Regions from separate parts of the Mus musculus genome. Here region 1 is linked to region 2. A link is a contact called in public HiChIP or PLAC-seq data. All regions are on one chromosome and are shown on one strand. The core of a region is the stretch at or near the end of the contact, and the rest is flanking DNA. Distances in the headings are between cores, read along the strand shown.

The links. HiChIP or PLAC-seq counts read pairs in DNA pulled down with a chosen protein or histone mark.
Region 1: a contact with region 2 is called in an H3K27ac HiChIP or PLAC-seq map of embryonic stem cells, with 5 read pairs. The contact joins two enhancer-like sites. A contact is called at or near these places in 1 of 484 Hi-C or Micro-C datasets (embryonic stem cells) and 2 of 115 datasets of contacts at active chromatin or transcription factors (embryonic stem cells and microglia).

What each region holds. Positions count from the first base shown.
Region 1 is chr6:86,821,326-86,825,824 of GRCm38.p6, forward strand. No RefSeq gene overlaps it. Among named protein-coding and RNA genes, the nearest start is that of 2610306M01Rik, 26 kb to the right of the region's middle. Within about 2 kb of position 1,601, at least 154 of the 459 cell types and tissues checked have an H3K27ac peak or open chromatin away from gene starts, as enhancers often do. A contact at or near this core is called in embryonic stem cells, where this site is marked.
Region 2 is chr6:86,504,312-86,508,984 of GRCm38.p6, forward strand. No RefSeq gene overlaps it. Among named protein-coding and RNA genes, the nearest start is that of Gm52866, 6.0 kb to the left of the region's middle. Within about 2 kb of position 1,685, at least 19 of the 459 cell types and tissues checked have an H3K27ac peak or open chromatin away from gene starts, as enhancers often do. A contact at or near this core is called in embryonic stem cells, where this site is marked.

The DNA.
Region 1 (4,499 bases), core at 351-2,850, 320 kb after region 2:
AGCTACTGTGTACTCATATAAAATACAAATAATAAATCTTTAAAAAAAAAAGCAGATATGAAAGAAAAAGGGACCCAGGTGCAATGGCACAGGCCTGTTATCCCAGCTCGTGGGAGAGAGAGGCAGGAGGATACAGAATGCCACGTCATCCGCAACTGCATAGGGAGTTTGAGGCTAGCCTGGGCTACACAAGACTCCTGTCCATTACTCACAAAGTACTAGCCAAAAAAAAAAAAAAAAAAAGTCAAACAGATCTTGGTGGTGGTGGCACACACCTTTAATCCCAGAACCTAGGAAGCAGAGGCAGGAAGGTCTCAGTAAGTTCAAGTCCGGCCTGGTCTACATAGGGAGGACCTGGACAGGCAGGAGTGCACAGAGAAACCCTGCCTCAAAAAGCAAAACAAAACAACACAACACAACAAACAAACAAACAGGAGGGAAAGGTGGCACGCACCTGCAGCCTCAGCACTCAGGAGGCCGAGGCAGGAGAGTGCCCTTGAGTTCAGGGCCAGTCTGGGTCACAGAGTGAGTTCCAGTCCAGCCTAGACACTCTAAAACATAAATAATAAAGAGCTATATACTGAAAACAGAAAAAATGAGGGGGCCTGTGGTTTCCTTCAAATATTTTAGGCTGGGACCAAAGCTTGGGGACAAGTCCCTGGGCCACCTCTCTACTTTTCATGTATTTTTGCATATATAAATATATATATATATATATATATATATATATATATATATATATATATTGTAGATTTTCAACAAGAGTGAAAAACCACCAGGCAGTGATGATCTATGCCTTTAATCCCAGCACTCGGGAGGCAGAGGCAGCTGAATCTCCAAGTTCCAGGATACCCAGGACTACAGAGAAACCCTACCTCAAAACACCAACCAACCAACGAGTAAAAAAACTAACAGCCACAAGAATACTGCAGATACAAAGCAGAACGCGAAATACAAAACAGGTATCACACCAGCATGGTAAAAATAGGATGCAAAAGGACTTGGGGTTCACTCAGCTCAGTGCTCAGACCTGGGCTGCACCCCAGCACTGCAGTGTGTGTGAGAGGGAGGGGGTGTTATATAACAATCACCACAAGAGAAAGACAGCTCAGAAGCCGCGTGCGTGGGAGGACACTAGCAGAGGAGATGACCAGCCTCACACAGCAAAGGGAGTGGGGTGAGATGCCTGTCATTCTTTCGAAGAACCCTCCTCTCCACTCCCAGTTTACACCCTTCCCTGCCCGGGAGCTAGCTGAGGTTGGATTCGTCCCTCCCTGGGAGTGGGGGCGGGGCATCAGCCCTCCCAGGGTGGTCTGCTTGTCCCTCTGTAGCTTCCATTTAATCCCCACCACCACCTGGGAAGAACATAGGAGTCACTGGACTTCCACACTCACGATCACTGTTCCACACTGTCATTACACCATTTCAATGACTTCCTTTTTCTTTCTCGTCTCCAAAAATAGCAAATCACATTGCTTGCCCAGATTTTCCACCTGAGTTTGTTTTTCAGTTCTGAGAGAAATCAACTCAGCTGCGGACTGCTGCCTCAGCACCAAATGAATAGCAGTATTTAACGCCGCCGCTGGGACAGTCAGCGGTACCACCCTCAGGCCGTGCAGCCACCACCCTGTCAGGATAGGAAGAGCTGGGATGCGCTTGGGTGTTTGCACTACATATGCCCCCTGAAATTTGGTGCGTGTTTATATCCATCGCTGAATAAAGTCGAGTTTACCCAGACCGGCAGGGGGCTTAGTCTGTTTAGCAGTTCTGGCAGAGAAGTCACAGGCTAGACCATCTATAAATGCATACATTTACGGTTCACAGTTCTGGTCCCAAGGTGTGGACACACTGTGGTTGTGGTGAGCACTGGGGGCCCACGCTGCTTTCTAGGGGCCGTCTGTGGTTTCCACTATGGCTGGGCTGCTCCCCCTGCCTTCCTTACAAGCACACGCTGATCTGCTGTTACCCCTTCACTTTGGCTCCGAATCACATCCCGAAGCCCCTCAACTTCACACTTGACGCTGGGGATTAGCTCTCCACCTGGGTCTGCTTTGGGGACACAAACATCGGATCCCTGCAATGGGTAGAGAGTTTCCCAGGAGAAGTGGGAGAGTTTCCCAGGAGAAGTGGGTGTCGAGGAAGGGGCCCTGTTTAAGTGACACACTTGTTTTCTGCAAGCCACATGAGCCAGGGGTGTGAATGGGAACGTCACAGCTCAGCCTCAGGAGGCTGCTGCTTGGTTTAATGTACAACTTTGGCAATCAAGAAACTCTTAATTTTGTTTTATTTTATTTTCTTTTTAAAACAGGATCTGATGTAGCCTAGGCTGGTCTTGAACTGGTTATATAGCTTTAAAAAATTATTTATGTGTATGAATGTTTTGCCTGTATGCATATATGTATATATACGAGGTGTGTGTCTGGAGCCCCAGGAAGCAAGAAGAGTGCATCAGCTCCTCTGGAACTCAAGTTACAGACAGTTGTGACCACCACACAGGAGTCCATAGTCTCACTGACCCGTTTGCTCCCCACTTCTGCCCTTCACTGACTCCGAGCTCACTTGTGTGGGGACCCACCCTCCAGGGCTGCTCTCCCAGACGCTGAGGGAACCACTGACTCGGCTGTTTGTGCTGGCTTTGTTTCCTTCCTCTCCTGTCACCAGGGACTGTGGCCAGGATGTAGGCGGCACAGGGAAGATACAGGCAGGGTGCTGGAGTCACTAAGGACTGTGCCACAGTACATGACCCCACAGGATCTGTCCTTCCAGTTGGGATGCATGTTCTCGGAGATTTAGCTACTTCGAGCAAGGATGCGGATAGTTTAGAGACGAGATGGCTTAGCACGAGGCAACTGCCAAGCTTTGTTTTTGCAGAGCTCAAAAACTGTGAGCTTTTGGGGGTGGGGGTGGGGCAGACACAAACACCTGCTCCAAAATAGGTCACCACAGACTGAAGCTGAATCCCACCAAGGTCCAGCCAGGAGAACCAATGGATATATTGGGTGTCCTTCCTGAGCATAGTGAGAGGTTACTTACAGGAGCCTGGGTGACCCCAGAGCAGCTGTACCAAAAACAAACAAACAAACAAACAAACAAACAACCTCACCCCAGCATGGACAACAACTTCCCTGAAGCTGCATAGCTGAGTCCCCTCTTCATTAACCTTCCACACTCTACATACCCTGGTGCCTCTGAGGCCACAAAGCCATATGCAATGCTCTGGTGTAGATGGAGGCTGACATGCTTGGGAGAGCACTCCACAACAGTCACCCAGTGTGTTCTGAATTAAGTGCACACTCGACTCTCCCTTCTACCCATCCTACATCACACACACACACGCACACACACACACGCACACACACACGCTTGCTCGCATACTCTGTGGATGTAGCTCAGTTGGTAGAGTTACGTACCAACTCAAAGCCCTGGGTTTGATCCCTAGCTCCGCATGGATGTGGTGATGCATGCTTGTAACCCAAGCACCCAAAGGGTGGAGGCAGACAGATTGGGGGTTCAAAGGCATCCTTCTGTGAGTTCAAGGTCAGCCTAGGATACATGAGGCTTCCATCTAAAAATCCACCCAGTTAAGCCACCAGAAGCCCCATCATCTGAAGCTATTTGGTGCTGGAGATTTAACTTTGGAATTTTAGTAAGGAAGGTTTCACTGTGTGGTCCAGGCTGGCTGCAGAACTCACGATCTTCCCACAGACAGTTCCTAGTCCTGGGGTTAGAGACATTCACCATCATTCCCAGCTTAGTTAACTTTCGATCTTGTAAATGTTTTTATGCAATTATAAAGTTAAAGTTAAAAAAAAAAGCAATCGCTAAACGCAAAATTAAAATGAAATAAAAGTCCTGAAGCATAGATTTGGAGTTGGAGGGAGTTGGAGGGAGCAGGGAAGGACTGCTTAGATGATGTTAATATAATCTCATTATTATAACATACCCGAAAGCCAAAGAGAACCACACAACCATAACTGGGTTTCATAATTACATCATTATTGGTAGTGTTAGAACACTTATTCCACCCCACCCCCTCTCTTCCCTTGTGCTAGATGTGGAACCCAAGGCCTCAGGCATGCCAGGCAAGCACCAAGCTACTCCATCCTTTGAACAGTTTTTTTTTTTTTTAAAGACAATTGCCTGTTTATTATAAAATTCTTAGATTACATTGGTGTCTTTGAAAATTTGGATTTATGATAAGGGAGAAGTGTGTATGAGGTGGAAGAGGTTAGGAGCATTGTGTTGGTTGAGAGCACTGTGTTGGTTGGGAGCACCTGTCTGTTGTTTGGGAGCATTGTGTCAGTTGGGCGCATCTGTTATTTGGGAACACTCTATCCCGCTGACCGATGATGTCACTTGAACCGGTAGTGTGCATCTAAGAAGATGCAGCGGAATATGAGGAACAAGAACAAGGAGAGGGGAAGGAGCCCAGTTTGGTAGCTTGTGATTCCAGAATGGGGAGGGTGGAGGCAGGGGGATTACTGTGAGCAGGAGGCCTA
Region 2 (4,673 bases), core at 435-2,934:
GTACGTAGCCTTGGCTCATTTCCCACATACTTAACCACGCTGGAGACTTTTCTTTGCTAGGTTGGTAGATTAAAACAAACAAGCAAACCAATCACAGGGCAGCATCCCACTTTTCCCTTCACTAGTGGAAGGGGAAGCAGAGATGGCTCAGCAGTTTGTGTTGTGCGCTCAACAAGCAGCCTATCTCACTGAGAATATTTGACTCGGCCTCATTGGTGTGTGCTCTTCTGGGCACCACTGTGTGAGTGTGGAGGTCAGGTGACAGTCTGTAGAAGCTGGGTCTCTGCTCACACGTGAGAGCACGTGGATTCCAGGAATCCAGCTCAGGTCATCAGGCTGTGACAAACATCTCTCCTCTCCACACCATCTTGCTGGTTCATATTTCACTATTTTAATTTTATTTTTTTATACTGTTGCTTTTGTCTTATTGAGAGACTGCGAATGTGTGCCCTGTATTCAGTCCCAAAACACTGTAAAAGCAAAGTGCCACAGTATCCTTCCCTTTTACACTGCCTGGCTCTTTCTCCTTTTATTAGTAGTGGTATTTGAATGTGTTGAACGTGTCCCAGGCTGGCTTGGAATTTGTTATGTAGCCAAGATGACAGATGTGCACCACCACACCTGCAAGATCTTCTTTGTAAGAATTTTTATCATTGCCGGGTGGTGGTGGCGCAGGCCTTTGATCCCAGCACTTGGGAGGCAGAGGCAGGTGGATTTCTGAGTTCGAGGCCAGCCTGGTCTAGAAAGTGAGTTCCAGGAGAGAAACCCTGTCTTGAAAAAAACAGAAAGAAGGAGAAGGAGGAGGAGGAGGAGGAGGAGGAGGAGGAGGAGGAGGAGGAGGAGGAGGAGGAGAAGGAGAAGGAGAAGGAGAAGGAGGAGAAGGAGAAGGAGGAGAAGGAGAAGGAGGAGAAGGAGAAGGAGAAGGAGAGGAAGAGGAAGAGGAAGAGGAAGAAGAAGAAAAGAATTTTTATCATTGTTGTTCCTAAGGTTTATTTGTAAAACATGACGTGGGGGGGGGGGGGGTGAGGATAGGGAGGACACTTTGACACCTTGATGCCTCAGGCAGAATATCAATGTCACTGACTTGATAGAGTGGGTAGTGGGTAGGTGACCCATTCTTCTGGAGAAAAGGCCAAAAAGCAAAGGAACTAAAGGTGAGGTTTGCTTCCATAAGGGCTGCTCCTTCTAGAAGCTTTCCAGAAGAGAAGGCATGAGAAGCTCTAAATGGGAGGAGAGAGGAGTCTCTTCTCTTCTCAGGTGGTGACAAAAAGGTGCCCATAAGCTGAGGAGGGAACAACAGTGGAATAGGTTAAGCATCCAGGAGAGCCACAGGGGAGTCTGTAGTCTGGGGAAGAGGAGCAGGCTGCCAGCTCTTCCTTTGTGGGCAAAGCACACAAGAACAGTGAGTTCCCAACCTCGGTTCTGAGCCCGGTCCTCTCCCCACAGCGGATACCTACAAACGCCTCAGGAGTCTCTGAAGTGCCTGGAAGCTTTCCAAGCTGCCCATGTGTTCCTACAGAGCAGCCTTGCTTTCCAAACCTCGGAAGTAAAAAGTGAAGGGCAGTGGTCTGTCTGTCTGTCTGTCTGTCTGTCATCCCCGGGTGAGGGAGGTGGAGGCAGAAGGACCGCACCTCAAGGTCACCCTCTATCTACACAGTAAACTGGAGGTCAGCCTGGGGCAAAGGCCCCTGGATGGGGGATGGGGGGGAACAAACACCAAAGAACAAACAAAGCCAGGCATTGGTGGTGCACACCTTTAATCCCAGTACTTGGGAGGCAGAGGCAGGCGGATTTCCGAGTTCAAGGCCAGCCTTGGCTACAGAGTGAGTTCCAGGACAGCCAGGGCTACACAGAGAAAAAAAAAAAGGACAAACAAAAACCCACAAAAATCTTGATTTGAAGTCCTCCGGTGAGAAGGCTCTGGATAAAGAAGTTCTATTCCTGGAGCCCACATGGTAAAAGAAGAAATCTGACCCCTGCAAGCTGTCCTCTGACCTCCATACATGCATTCATGTACCTACACATATGCACAATAAATAAATGTAATGGTAAAAAATACTGAGTTAATACACAGGGGAACTGAGTGAGTGTTCAGCTCTGGGGAGAGGCAACAAGGAGAGGCTCTGCTGCTGGGGCTGGGGCAGTGGGTTCCAGAAGGGGTGTGACTTTTTCCTCTCACCCCCACCGCAGGATGAAATTCTGCCTTGTTCTGCCCCAAGGCAGAATCCGAGTTCCTAACTTCCACTACTGGCTTCCCTGGTGGAGATGCAGGCGGTGCTTCAGGGCTATGATGGAGTCATAGTCAACATTATGTTCTCTCAAACATCAGTTCTGGGGCCCTGGGACATGGGGACCTACTTTACTGAGCTCATGGGTGCAAGCCTGTGTGTGTATTGACATCTTTTCATGGACAGAATTTCTGAGTGATTAAAGAGAGCCCTGGGCACCTGAGATGCTTTCCAGAGTAGAGGATGAAACTATTCTCACAATAATGTTAAGGTCAGGCCTTGCGTGTTTTCCAGGCCTTTACTCCCAGTACTCAGGAGGCAGAGGCAGGCAGATCGCTGTGAGAATGTGGTGTTCGTGTGTGCTGTGAGTCTCTGTGTATAGGTGGTGAGTGTTTGTGTGTTTCTCTCTGTGTGTGTGTCTGTGTAGTGTGTAAGTCTCTTTGTGTGTATGTATGTGATGTGTATATGGTAAGTCTGTGTGTATATATGGTAAGTCTGTGTGTGTGTCTATTATGTGTGATATGTTAGTCTCTCTGTATCTCTGTGTGTATGTGGTGTGTAAATCTGTGTGTCCATGTATGTGGTGTGTGTGTAAGAGAGAGACAGAGAGAGAGAGAGAGAGAGACTGAGAGACAGAGAGAGAGAGACTATGTATGTAGTGCTGTAAGTCTGTGTGGTGGGGAGAGCCTGTGTGTATGTGGAACCAAACTTTAGCCTGGGACAAGGTGACTCCTGCTGCTGGGCTGGGAGAGCCATGGTTAGCAACTCCCCTCCCCCAGAAGGTGGGGCCCAGTGAGAAGAGTTAGAGATGTGAAGATTGCTGTAAGCTTCCCACCCTGCCCCTGGGCCAACCAGATGCTTTCATAAAATTAAAACAATTCTCTTTGCTGGCACAATTAAGAACTGTAGAGGTAGAGGCAGGAAGACCAAGGTTCAAGGGCAGCTTTTGCTACATAGGGAGTTCAAGTCCAGTCTTGAACTAAAATAAAAGCAGAACAATGAAAAACCGACTTTCCACATAAGCAAGCAAGCTTACAGACAGGATTATACAGTCCGTTAAGCTCAGAACTCTAACAATGCTTTAGCATATGTGTGTAGTTTGTGTGCTTAGGGACCCTTGGAGGCCAGAAGAGGGCATTGGATCTCCAGGAGCTAGAGTTACAGGCCTTGTGTGCCTCCTGGCATGGCTGCTAGGAACAGAATGCAGGGCCTCTCTCTGGTAGACCAGTAAGCCCTCTTAACCATCGAGCCACTTCTGCAGCTAAACATGTGACCTTTTCAAACTCTAATCATAAAAAGCTCATGGCACAGCTACAATTTTCTCTCTCTCCTTTTCAGCTTATAAAAAGTATGGAACACTCATGGCTTCTCTTGAGCAGGCATGAGGTTCATCTCTCTCTCCTTTTCAGCTTATAAAAAGTATGGAACACTCATGGCTTCTCTTGAGCAGGCATGAGGTTCATCTCTGTATGGATACAGCTCTAGCACGTGATTTGCCAAGGCCAGCACACAATTGCATTTTTCTAACATGGCTGGGTGTGACTACAGGTGGCTTTCTGAAAAATAGCTTCAGGCTGGGAGGAGTTTGGACTGAGCACAGCTCCGGTGTGGCTGGGAGGAGGAGGAGGGGACCTGACCAGGAGACACAACCAGCCGAGAGCATTTTCAAAAAAATTCTTTTTTTTGAGACCAAGCTTTGGTTTGTAGGCCAGTCTGGCCTTGAATTCCTCCTGCCTCAGCTTCCATAGTTCTGGGATTACAGGGACCACGCCCAGTCAGAGAAACCCGTTTACTGGGAACTCACTTCTAAACATAGTTTCTTTTGTTTTGTTTTTCTCTATGTAGCCTGGCTGTCCTGGAACTCACTCTGCAGACCAGGCTGGCCTTGAACTCAGAAATATGCCTGCCTCTGCCTCCCAAATCTGTGATTAAAGGCGTGCACCACCACCACCCGGCCTTTTTTTTTTTAAAGAATTATTTATTTTATGTATGTGAGCACACTGTAGCTGTCTTCAGACACCCCAGAAGAGGGCATCGGATCACATTATGGAAGGTTGTGAGCCACCATGTGGTTGCTGGGAATCAAACTCAGGACCTCTTAAAGAGCTATTAGTAAACCGGGCGTGGTGGCGCTTGCCTTTAATCCCAGCAGTCAGGAGGCAGAGGCAGGCAGATTTCTGAGTTCGAGGCCAGCCTGGTCTACAAAGTGAGTTCCAGGACAGCCAGGGCTATACAGAGAAACCCTGTCTCGAAAAAAACCAAAAAACAAAAAACAAAACAAATAAACAAAAAATTGTCCTCTGAAGGCCAGTTGTGGTAGTGCATGCTCTTAGTCCCAGCCCCTGGGAGGCAGGAAGGTGAGGATTTCTATGGATTCAAGGCTAGCCTGACCTACATAGTGAGGTTTGGGATGGGGGTGAGGTGGGGGAGGGGAGAAGGAAAAAA